Linked DNA regions of Mus musculus: region 1 is linked to region 2. The links are chromatin contacts, called in public Hi-C maps. All regions are on one chromosome and are shown on one strand. Each heading gives the region's core, a stretch centred on a gene start, on an enhancer-like site or on the middle of the called end of the contact. The rest is flanking DNA. Distances are from core to core; before and after follow the strand shown. Region 1 has its middle 100 kb from the start of Gm32558. Region 2 has its middle 16 kb from the start of Gm32558.

Region 1 (5,252 bases), core at 1,923-4,422, 120 kb after region 2:
CAATAGTTACTGGGCCCCAACAGATACCAAGAAATATTTCAAACACTACAGGTGCCCACAGAAGCCAGAAACAATGGATTCCCCAAGAAGCCAGAGTTACAAATGGTTGTGAGCTATACAATAAAGGTTCTGCAAGCTGAACTCAGGTTCTTTGCAAAAGCAGTAAGCACTCTTATCTGCTGGGCTATGTCTTCAGCCCCTCATGCTATAACTTATTTTAAGAAAAGATTTGTTTATTTTTATTTTATGTGTGTGGGTGTTTTGCCTGAACGTATGCCTATATACCACATGTTCAGTGGCCCCTGAAGTGGAGACACAGATGATTGTGGGTGATGAGAACCAAATCTATGTCCTACAAAAGCCCAGCCAGTGACCACCGAGCAACTCTCTAGTCCTAATTACTATATGTCCTAATTTGGTTAATGGCAGTGTTTCTTGTGAAATTGACTGTGTGTTGATTGGTGTTATATGGAAACCATAGCCAAGAAGCCTAAAGTAAATTTCAATAATATTATCTATGTTAGAGCCTTTGAGATGTTCTATAAGAAAGAATTCTTGCTTTTTTGTTGGATTATGTTTTCCTAAATGTATTTAATTTATGAATCTTTTTTATGTAGACATTATTTACATGTTTTGGTAGATGTGTCCTTCCAACGGCACTTCTGGAAATCCATCTATCTGACCATGATTCAGTTTCCAGCAGGACATCTAGTTACTCACAAGGATGTAACTGAAGAGCATCTACGAAAAAGACTATTGTGAAAAGAGGAGCGGATGGAAAGAGAATCAATAAAAATTCTGATAACAGAAAAGTAATATTACCATCCCTCAACCTGGAGACCCAAGAGGAGGGTACAGTGAACCCAGAGCCTTGTAGAATCTAACAGAGCCGAAGGGGAGCCAGATATAGCAGCTGTGGCTAGATGTTTCTCTTCTCAGAAATGTCTGAGGATGTTTTAAGGAGAAGTAAACCTATTTGTAGTATGTAGCAAACCTTTCAACTGTGGCTCAAATCTAGTTAGCAATGTACAGCAGGTGCTCTTGCATACTGGACTTACATACCATCATTCATATATACAAAAGAGGTAACTACTCACAAACACAGGTAACAGAGGAGTTAGAAAGTCACAGATTTTGAATATTTGCATTATTGAATTAAATAATAATCTTTAAATTTAGTTTACATAATTGTACATATATGTTTAATTTAAAAAAACATATGTCTTTTGAAACTAGCCCACAAGATGACTGAGAAATTAACAAGCCAACAACAGTGAACTACTAGTTGTGGCCATGGAAGAAACAGACACAATCAAGATGGGAATCAGGAGAGGAATCCCAGAAAAGAGGTCACAGCCCACTGATCTGCAACCAGGAATGAAGATAATCCTGCATCCGTGAGGGGATATTTCTGCCGAAGTGAGACTTGCAAGGTGCCTGTCAGTTGGTAAAGAAGAGAGAAAGATCAATGAATGAAATCTTGAATGTTCATGCTTAAAACATAGGATTAGATTGATTGTATGAGGATTCCCCCAAAGTATCATTGGAATACATAATTAGGCAAACTTATAGTTGTATATATCTAACATATGTATATATACATACAGATATATTTATGTATATAATATATCATATGTTATATATAACATGTTATATACTATATATTAGATTGTGTATATATAACATTATCTAATATTATATATTAGATATATCTAGACTATATATCATACATATAAATATCATAAATATATGATATGTAAGTATATATGTATATTATATACCATATACATGTGATATAGCATATATACACATATATATCTAACAAAATATATGTGTGTATATATATGTGTGTGTATGTGTGTGTGTATATATATGTGTATATATATATATATATATATATATATATATATGATCATATAGTGCATGCTTTTATGCACTTTTGGTGATTCTGAAATACCCAAATTAGTGTTTTCCATGAATATGGCTGTCAGGTCTTCACGATTCTACAGCTAACCATTTTCTATCTGTTTAGGCTCCACTGTCTGTATTGCCTGGGCTGGGAATCCTAGAAAACCTTTATGGGTTGTCATTTTACTTTAGAAGATAGATGAGATAGATGCAGGAGTTGGTGTGAAGCATTCTGGGTGTTCAGGCAGAGTGGCCCTTAAGCAGAGGCTGGAAGGGCTGGAGGACAGAGAGCTACATCGAGGATAGGGATCCATCCAAATAGATCAATGCAATACAGTGATCTTCCTAGACAGGGTGCTCTCCCCACTAAGGAGGCAGAGGTCAGTCTTCAGAGCAGCTGAGACACCAGGAAGCCACAGGAGAGTTGTTTTCATTAACTCCAACTGTGATAACAAAATACTCTAGCCTCAGAATTAATCTCTCCCAGGCCTGGAGGCTGAGGAGTTCAAGGGCAAGGCCCAGAGAAGGGCTTCATCCAGGCTGCCAGGGCTCCTTTCCCACTGTGTCCTCACAGCAGAGTGAGCTCTGATCTCACCAGTCCTATCATGGGAGACTCCACCCTCATAACCTCATCTGAACCTGAGTGCCGCTCAAACACCTCACTAGCAAGTAACATCACCATGGGGTTAGGGATCCAATTTGCGAATTTTAGAGGGACATAAACTTCAGTCCGTAAAATAGGGCTAAAGAGAAGAGGGAGAACGCAGAATTTCTGTCAGTTTTATCCTTATATACTTGTGTGTGCACGTGTGTGTAGGCATGTGTAACTGTGTATGTATGGTATATGCATATACACAGTTATGTATGTGCATATGAACCTTTGTGTGCCTGTGCATAGAGACCAGAGGTCAACCCTGAATGTCTTCCTTAATTATTTCTCATCTTAGTTGTTGAGACAGCGCTCTCACTGAACCAGATCTCGAGGCTTTGCTAGGCTGGTTGGCCAGTGAGTTCCATGGATCTGACTGTCTCACCCCACCTGCTTCCAGTGCTGGGAGTACAAACACAGCACTGGACTCAGTGTTTTACATGAGTCCTAGAGATCCTAGATCAGGTCCGCATCTTGGTCCTAGAGATGAGTTCCTTGTGCTTATGCAACCAGCATTTACCAACTGAGTCCCTTCCCTCACATTCCCTTACACACTCGACCAAGAACTAGTCAAGTGTGTAAACATGCAAACATGCAAAGGGCAAACCTCAGACACTGACTCCTAAGATCTTGAAGGTCAAACCACACTGGCCACTGTGAGCCTGTCAGCTCAGCTGCACAAAGAGGTTGTTTTGATAGCACCTCCTTAATAACAGAGACAGCAAAGTCCTCCAGAGTAAGTGTTATCCCTACCAGTCTGCCCAGTGGAGATCTGGCAGAGAATGAAGCCAGCTATACACCAGTATGAAGGGTACCCTTCTCAGCATCCAGAACAAATGTCCCCAAACTTGTTTCTAAAGGAACAGAGAGGGCATCTTTGTGGGCTTTGCAGACCAAAAGTCAAAACCAAGGATGTGGTGTATGTGCGCATACAAGCAATGACAGCACAATTGTCTTAAAGGAAGGGGTGGGTTAGATGCTGTCCACAGGGTTTGGGTTGATGACTTAACTTTGGTTCTAAGGGATGCTGAAACATATCGTCCACTGAAAAAATTGAGAAAATAATAACCAAAACAATTCCTCATGTCATACCCGTTCAGATAGAGAACTCTGGTTGAAGGCTTTGAGGAAGATGGACCTCAGACTCAGACTCATACGCATGAGTGGAGCCCACAGGAAGTCTGACTGGGAAAAGATTTGGAAGTTGAATTTTATAAAGTTAAAGGAGCTTAGGAACTGTAGGTTTTCAATGAATCTGTGATAACGAATCATGGCATCAATTCTACCACGTTTCATGTATCCAGCCAATAAACCAGCAGCTTACAGGAAACTAAAGAAACCAGTAATCTTGAAGGAATATAACAGATTCCAGATTCTACAACCCAGCAGTCACAATACCTAGTCTAAAGAAAAAAGAAAAAAAGTTTGGTGTACAAAGAAACAAGAAATTCTGACTCATAGTCAAGAAAAAAAATTAATAGATACTGATACTAAGAGCCAGGCACAGTGACTCACGTCTATGATCCAAGCACTAGGAAAGCTGAGGCAGAAGGATGGCTGAGAGTGCCAGGCCAATACCTGGGCAACCTAGCCTAGTTGTAGGCACCCTGGACCATCCATTGAAAATCTGTCTCAAACAAACAAGCAAACAAACAAGCAAAGAAAACATACACACATACACACACAACAAAAACATGTCCATCAGGGACTGGGAAGATGGCTCTTGGGTGTTTGCTGTGCATGCCTGAGGATCTGGGAGTTCGACTCTCCAGTGCCCATGTATGTGTCAGGCATTACACATGGTACTGCATGCCTGGAATCCTGGCCTTGGAGGCCAGAGACAGGCAAACTCCTGAAGTTCACTGGCTAGCCATTCAAATCAGTGAGCTCTGGATTTAGTGAGGGACTCTGTGTCAGAGTACAAGGTACAACTGAGGAAGGCAACCAATGCTGGCCTCTGTCCTTCACATCAACACATCAGAACAAGTACACTAAACACACACACCACACACACATACACACACACATCACACACATACGCACACACCACACTTTCACACACACACACACACATCACACACCACACTTTCACACACACACACACACACACACACACACACACACACACACACATATAAAGGCATGCACACACTGTCTCTATACATACATATATAATAAAGTATATATTATTATATAAAATATATATTAAAAAGGGAAACTTACGCTAAGATGCGCTGCTCAGATAGTGATGCCAATGCACTTTTACAGTCTGCAAAGGGTCATAGACGTGCATGCTCATAGGATGTAGCCCTGAAGGGTGAACAAACAAGGGACCCCACTGCATTCCTGTGAACTGCATTTCTTGGATCTTCATGGCACTTCCCACATTTTAAAGTTACTTGTTTAGTGGTTGGAGGGTGATGTAGTGTTTAAGAGCACTGACTGCTATTGCCGAGGGCCGGGGTTGATTCCCTGCACCTACACGGTGGCTCACAACTGTCTGTCACTGCAGTTTTAGGGGATCCTGGGTCATCTCTTGGCTTCTGAGGGTACCAGACAGCACATTTATATCAATACAGGCAAAACACTAATACATATAAAATAAAAAGAAATATTTTACTTACTTGTTTTAAAACGTCATCTCCAATGGCATTTGTAACTACATTTAGAAGTGGCTTCTACCCGTTCTCTTTAC
Region 2 (5,173 bases), core at 643-3,142:
TGTTAGAAAATAACAGTAAATAACAGCGATCTCATGTGGTCCAAGCTAACGCACACAGCATGTTTTCTCCTAAAACAGAGTGACTAAAAATTAGCTTCAGTAGTAATGAACAAGGCGAGACCAGGGAGCTGGAGAAAGCAGTTTATGTTCTTGTTGGTGTAGGGATTGAAGTGATGTCAGCGTGAGGGAAGATAGACACTCTTGCCCCACCATCAGCCTTCTGATGACATGGTTCTGGTCTTACTAGCTTCCAGAAGAGTTTAGTGCTCTCACTTGGAGACCTGTGGTAGGTATATGAGGAGAGTGTTCTGTGGCTGGATCGTCCCATGGCACCATAGGGCACCAACCAGACCATTGGAACTGTCTGAGAAAGCCTCCCTATACCATGTAGCCTGGTAGGAAGGAAGGGAGGGAGGGAGTGGGGGAAACCCTTGTGTGGTAACACAAACTTATAAATCTGATACATACCTGTAATCTCAGTGCTAAGGAGGTGGAGGAGGAGTTATGAGGCTTCCTGGCTAGCCAGTCTAGCCTCGAGTAGTCAAGGCCTCACCAGTGAGAGAAGTTGCCTCGAAAAAACAAAGAACAGTGCCTAAGGAGTGTAACCTGAGGTTGCCCTCTGACCTCCACATGCATGTGGCAGCACACTCAGCACACATAACCCCACCCCACCTCCCCCACACACACTAGAATGGGTTAGAAGCCCAAACACCAGCAGTCTTGACTCCCTGTATAGGCATATACACTTGCAGAAGTATCCTCTAAGGGATAGGAAAAGGTTGGGAGGTGAGCTTGGATGAAGACAAGTCCTTTCGAGTCAGGAGGGGATTTTTGTGGCTAGGAAGGTCTCAATGGCAGGCAGTAATGGGGAAGACAGACGGACAGACAGTTATGCTACGTTTCAGTCAGGTGATGGCCACTGCCTTGTGACAAACAGGAATGAATGTTAACTGACTATAGAACAAAGGGGCCTTTTCTTGCAGAATGCTTCCGCTGTCATTTAGTTAGCCCTCCTGGGTTTGAGATCTTGAGTTGGAAGCAGTTGAGGAGCTCATGTTATTAGCCTGTCATGATTTTCCCCACTGCCCCAGGCCCTCCTTCAAGCTCAAATTGAGTTCTAATCTTGACATTAGCCCTGTCTTTACCATTTACTGGGGTGTGAATTTGAGCTGATTGGCTCTTGAAATATAGGTTTCATAGGACTACAAGTACCATGATGCACTGGTACATAATCTTTAAAGCCACCTCCCTTATATACCACTCAGTGTGGTAAATTAGGCTTAGTAGCCCTAGAAGGACAGCTCAAGTCATAGAGATTCAAAGATCACTTCCAAGTAGTATCTTCCTCCTAAATTAGTGGCTCTCAACCTTTCTAACGCTGCGACCCTTTAATACAGTTCCTCATGTTGTGGTGACCCTCAATCATAAAATTATTTTTCTTGCTACTTTATAACTGTAATTTCACAACTGTTGTGAATTGTAATGTAACTATGTGTTTTTGATGGTCTTGGGTAGCCCCTGTGAAAGGGTCATTTGACCCCCAGAGAGGTTGTGACACACAGGTTGAGGACCGCTGTCCTGGCATGAGATGACTTTGCAGTTGAGATTTCTATGCTCTTATAAAAATTCCAACCTTTTCTACAGTCACTCAGGCTTCACTTCCATGTTCACTAGTCCCTAAGTATACCCCGCTCCTTTTCCACTGCCAGTGTCAGCCTCGCATCTCCTGTCTCCTAAGTCCCCATCATGCAAGATCAACAAACCCATCCCAGTCGGCAGCTGCCCCTCAATTCCTGGACTCCATGCTTCTGCCTTCAACTATAGTCATTCTGGCTCCTACCTCTGCCCTCCCCACTTTATCTAGTCTTGAAGTCAATTAACATAGTGCCCACCCGTTCCCTGGTATGTACTGGCCCAGTATCAAAGCATGCGGTCCTTGGGAGATGGTTCTAGCATGGTTTTCTATGGCTGTGGTAAAATACCACAACCAAAATATGACTCAGGGAGGAAAGTTTGTTTCAGTTTACAGTTCTCCATCATGAAAGGAGGTCCAGGCAGGAACCTGGATGCAGGAATGAAATCTTAGAATGTGGAGGACTGCTGCATACTGGCTTCTTCCTTCTGGCTTGCTCAGTGTGCTTTCTTATATGCCACCTGCCCAGTAGTGGTAGTGCCCACAAGAGGTTGGGGCCTTTCTTGTCAATCATTAGTCAAAACCATGTTCCTCAGACTTGCCTACAAACAAAATCTAATGGTGACATTTTCTCAGTTGAGGGTCCCTCTTCTCAGATGACTCTAGCTTATGTTGAGTTGACAAAAAATGAATCCCAACACAAAAGGTTATGAGTGCCTGAAGACGTCTCCCTTAGCAGTCTGTGGAATTATAACCTACATCTAGATCTGAATCTTCTCTTTAATCATGGCAAATACTGAAGATTTTCCCATGTTGACATCTCCCACCTTCGTGTCCTGGAAAGACATCCATCCCAGCCCTTCTTTGGTCCAACCCAGGTAGCCCATGCTTTGGCCTGAGGGAGACTGGCCTGCCTCACCACCACCTCGTAACATCATGAGTTATTATTGCACATCTAAAATTCCCATGTCCCTTTGGTTGGTATGTTAAATCAGGTAAACTTTGTCTGGGTGTTGAGTTACCATATTTTGATTTGGGTATGGTGTGTGTTCAGTTGACCATTGACCATCCAAGATTTGGCACACAGGAGAAAGGAGCAGTTTCAGTTATGGCAAATTCCAAGGAGTAATTTTGATGTTATCTTTTTAAATTGTTACTGCATGTGGCAAAGCCCCTTAGTCTAAATTACTTCTCCAACGGTCTTGATACTCTTACCTTGGTGCTGGATTGAAGTGTGATGACTAGAGCCTGTTTGCTTTCACCTGCTTCCAGTTTTCGTCATTAGAGAAGTCAGCTCATGAGGTTGGGAGATCACTCTGAAGTTAGAAGTGTTTGCAGCATAAGCGTGAAGACCCCAGTTAGACCCCAGTTCAATCCCCAGCACCGGTATAAAAGCCAGGCGAGCCTTTGTAGGCCTGTAATCTCAGCACTAGAGAGGCAGAAACAGGAGGGTCTTTCTGGATTAGCCAATATGGCTAAATTGGTGAGCTCCAGGTTCAGTGACAGACTCTGTACTAAAAAACAAAGTGGAAATTAATAGCAAAACACCGACCATCAACCTTGGGACTCTACACTCATGCGTGGGCACATGATGTGCACCTATGCACGTATGCAGAAGAGCACACAACCACATCCCCCTACACACACGCGCGCACGCACACACACACATGTACACGCACACGCGCGCACACACACACGCACACACGTACATGCACACACACACACATGCACACACGCACACACACGTACACATACACACATGCACACACACGTACACACACACACGCACACACGCACATGCACACGTACACGCACACGTACACACACACATGCACACACACGCACGTACACACACACATGCACACACATGTACACACACAGACACGCACACACGCACACACGCACACACGCACATGTACACATACACACACATGCACACACACGCACGTACACACACACATGCACACACACGTACACGCACACACGCACACACGCACACACGCACACACGCACACGTACACATACACACACACATGCACACACACGCACACACACATGTACACACACACATGCACACACACGTACACATACACACACATGTACACACACGCACACACACGCACACACACACGCACACACACACGCACACGTACACATACACACACACATGCACACACACACACACAGAAGCTCAGAAGTCAGCTCAGTCTGTTCTGAGGATATTTACATCTTTATTTTTATATTTCTCTTTGTCTTTGGAGCTTAATACTTTATTATGATATATGCAAACTTGAGCTCCTTTTTATATAATGGATTTCATGAGTCTATCTGCACTTTGCTTGCTCACTTTTAATCAGTGATGGAAAATTATCAGTTCTTTTGAACTTGTCTGTACCCACGTCCTGCCTTTCTTCTTCTGGGACTTTGCGGCATCTTAGCTACTCTCCTCCTTCGTCCGTGTCTTTGAGCACCCGCTCTGTTCTTCATTTACTTTCTTCTTGACATTCTATGCTGCATGGAACACATTTCCTATTCCTATTTCCTGGATCCCCTTTCAGCTCCGGGCCTTTGGAAAATATGTTTACTTCTTTCATTGAGATGAAACTAATAAGCCAATGAAAAGTGTATATTTGATGACTTTATTGTGCATTTAATCCCTGCGATTGGGTTTCAAATTACTGTCATTCTGAAACTTTCCAGTTAGGAGATATTGTGATTTTTAATCAGATGATTGTCAGTTGTTCTGGCCTCCTGAAATGAAGCCACACCTTTCATTTTCATTGCACAGATTCACTCACAGATTGTCTTTGGGCTCTTTCTGGATCTATTGATCATTTGAATAACAGAGACAGTGGACATGATGACATTGCCATAGTGCCTAAAACACACTGTATTATGGATGTATTATGTTTTGTTCTTCTTCTCTCCACTTAAGCAATCCCGGAAGAGAAGTATTGCTCATCTCAAAGATATAAAGATTTTGTTTCTGAGGGCTTTGCTCTCTTGTCCTAAACAGATGGCTATGGTAATGCAGTTGGAAAGAACTCTCTAGTGTTCTCTCTTGAATCCAAAATACTTATTAATTTACTTAATAATTATTATCATTATTTATTTGTCATGCTAGACCCAGGCCCCTACATAAGCTGGGCAGGCACTAGAGCACTGAGCCACCCTCCTAGCTCATCTGAAGACTTTTGGCAGCATCCATCCGGCCAACATATGAGCAAGCCCTCTATTGTCTTTTGCTCAGCTGTGAGTGACCATGATGCCATTTGCTTTCACCTTTAAAAAACCACAAAGAGTGGTAAAGAAGTCAGAATGGCTGCTCTGCTATCTCCTACTAACTTCTCTAAGAGAATGGTGGGAATGAGGTTGGACTGGAATGTTCACATGAGGGAGGTCCCAGGATAGGAAAGTCTCAGGATTTCTACTTTTTCCACTCTCTCATGTGTCTCATGAGTGTCCTGTGCCCCACAGGAACCTCTCTTCCTCTGCGTTTCAAAGAACTGCCTTGTTCATCTGAGCCTCATGAGAGAATCA

Evidence for each region. Hi-C and Micro-C count contacts between places; a contact is called where the count stands out from the background.
Region 1: a Hi-C map of the MNK3 cell line shows a contact between it and region 2, with 2.6 times the contacts expected there. The contact joins two enhancer-like sites. A contact is called at or near these places in 1 of 484 Hi-C or Micro-C datasets (the MNK3 cell line) and 2 of 9 other capture datasets (adipose tissue and pancreatic islet).

The regions. Positions count from the first base shown.
Region 1 is chr5:75,777,394-75,782,645 of GRCm38.p6, forward strand. No RefSeq gene overlaps it. Among named protein-coding and RNA genes, the nearest start is that of Gm32558, 100 kb to the left of the region's middle. Within about 2 kb of position 3,173, at least 6 of the 459 cell types and tissues checked have an H3K27ac peak or open chromatin away from gene starts, as enhancers often do. A contact at or near this core is called in the MNK3 cell line, where this site is marked.
Region 2 is chr5:75,657,014-75,662,186 of GRCm38.p6, forward strand. No RefSeq gene overlaps it. Among named protein-coding and RNA genes, the nearest start is that of Gm32558, 16 kb to the right of the region's middle. Within about 2 kb of position 1,893, at least 2 of the 459 cell types and tissues checked have an H3K27ac peak or open chromatin away from gene starts, as enhancers often do. A contact at or near this core is called in the MNK3 cell line, where this site is marked.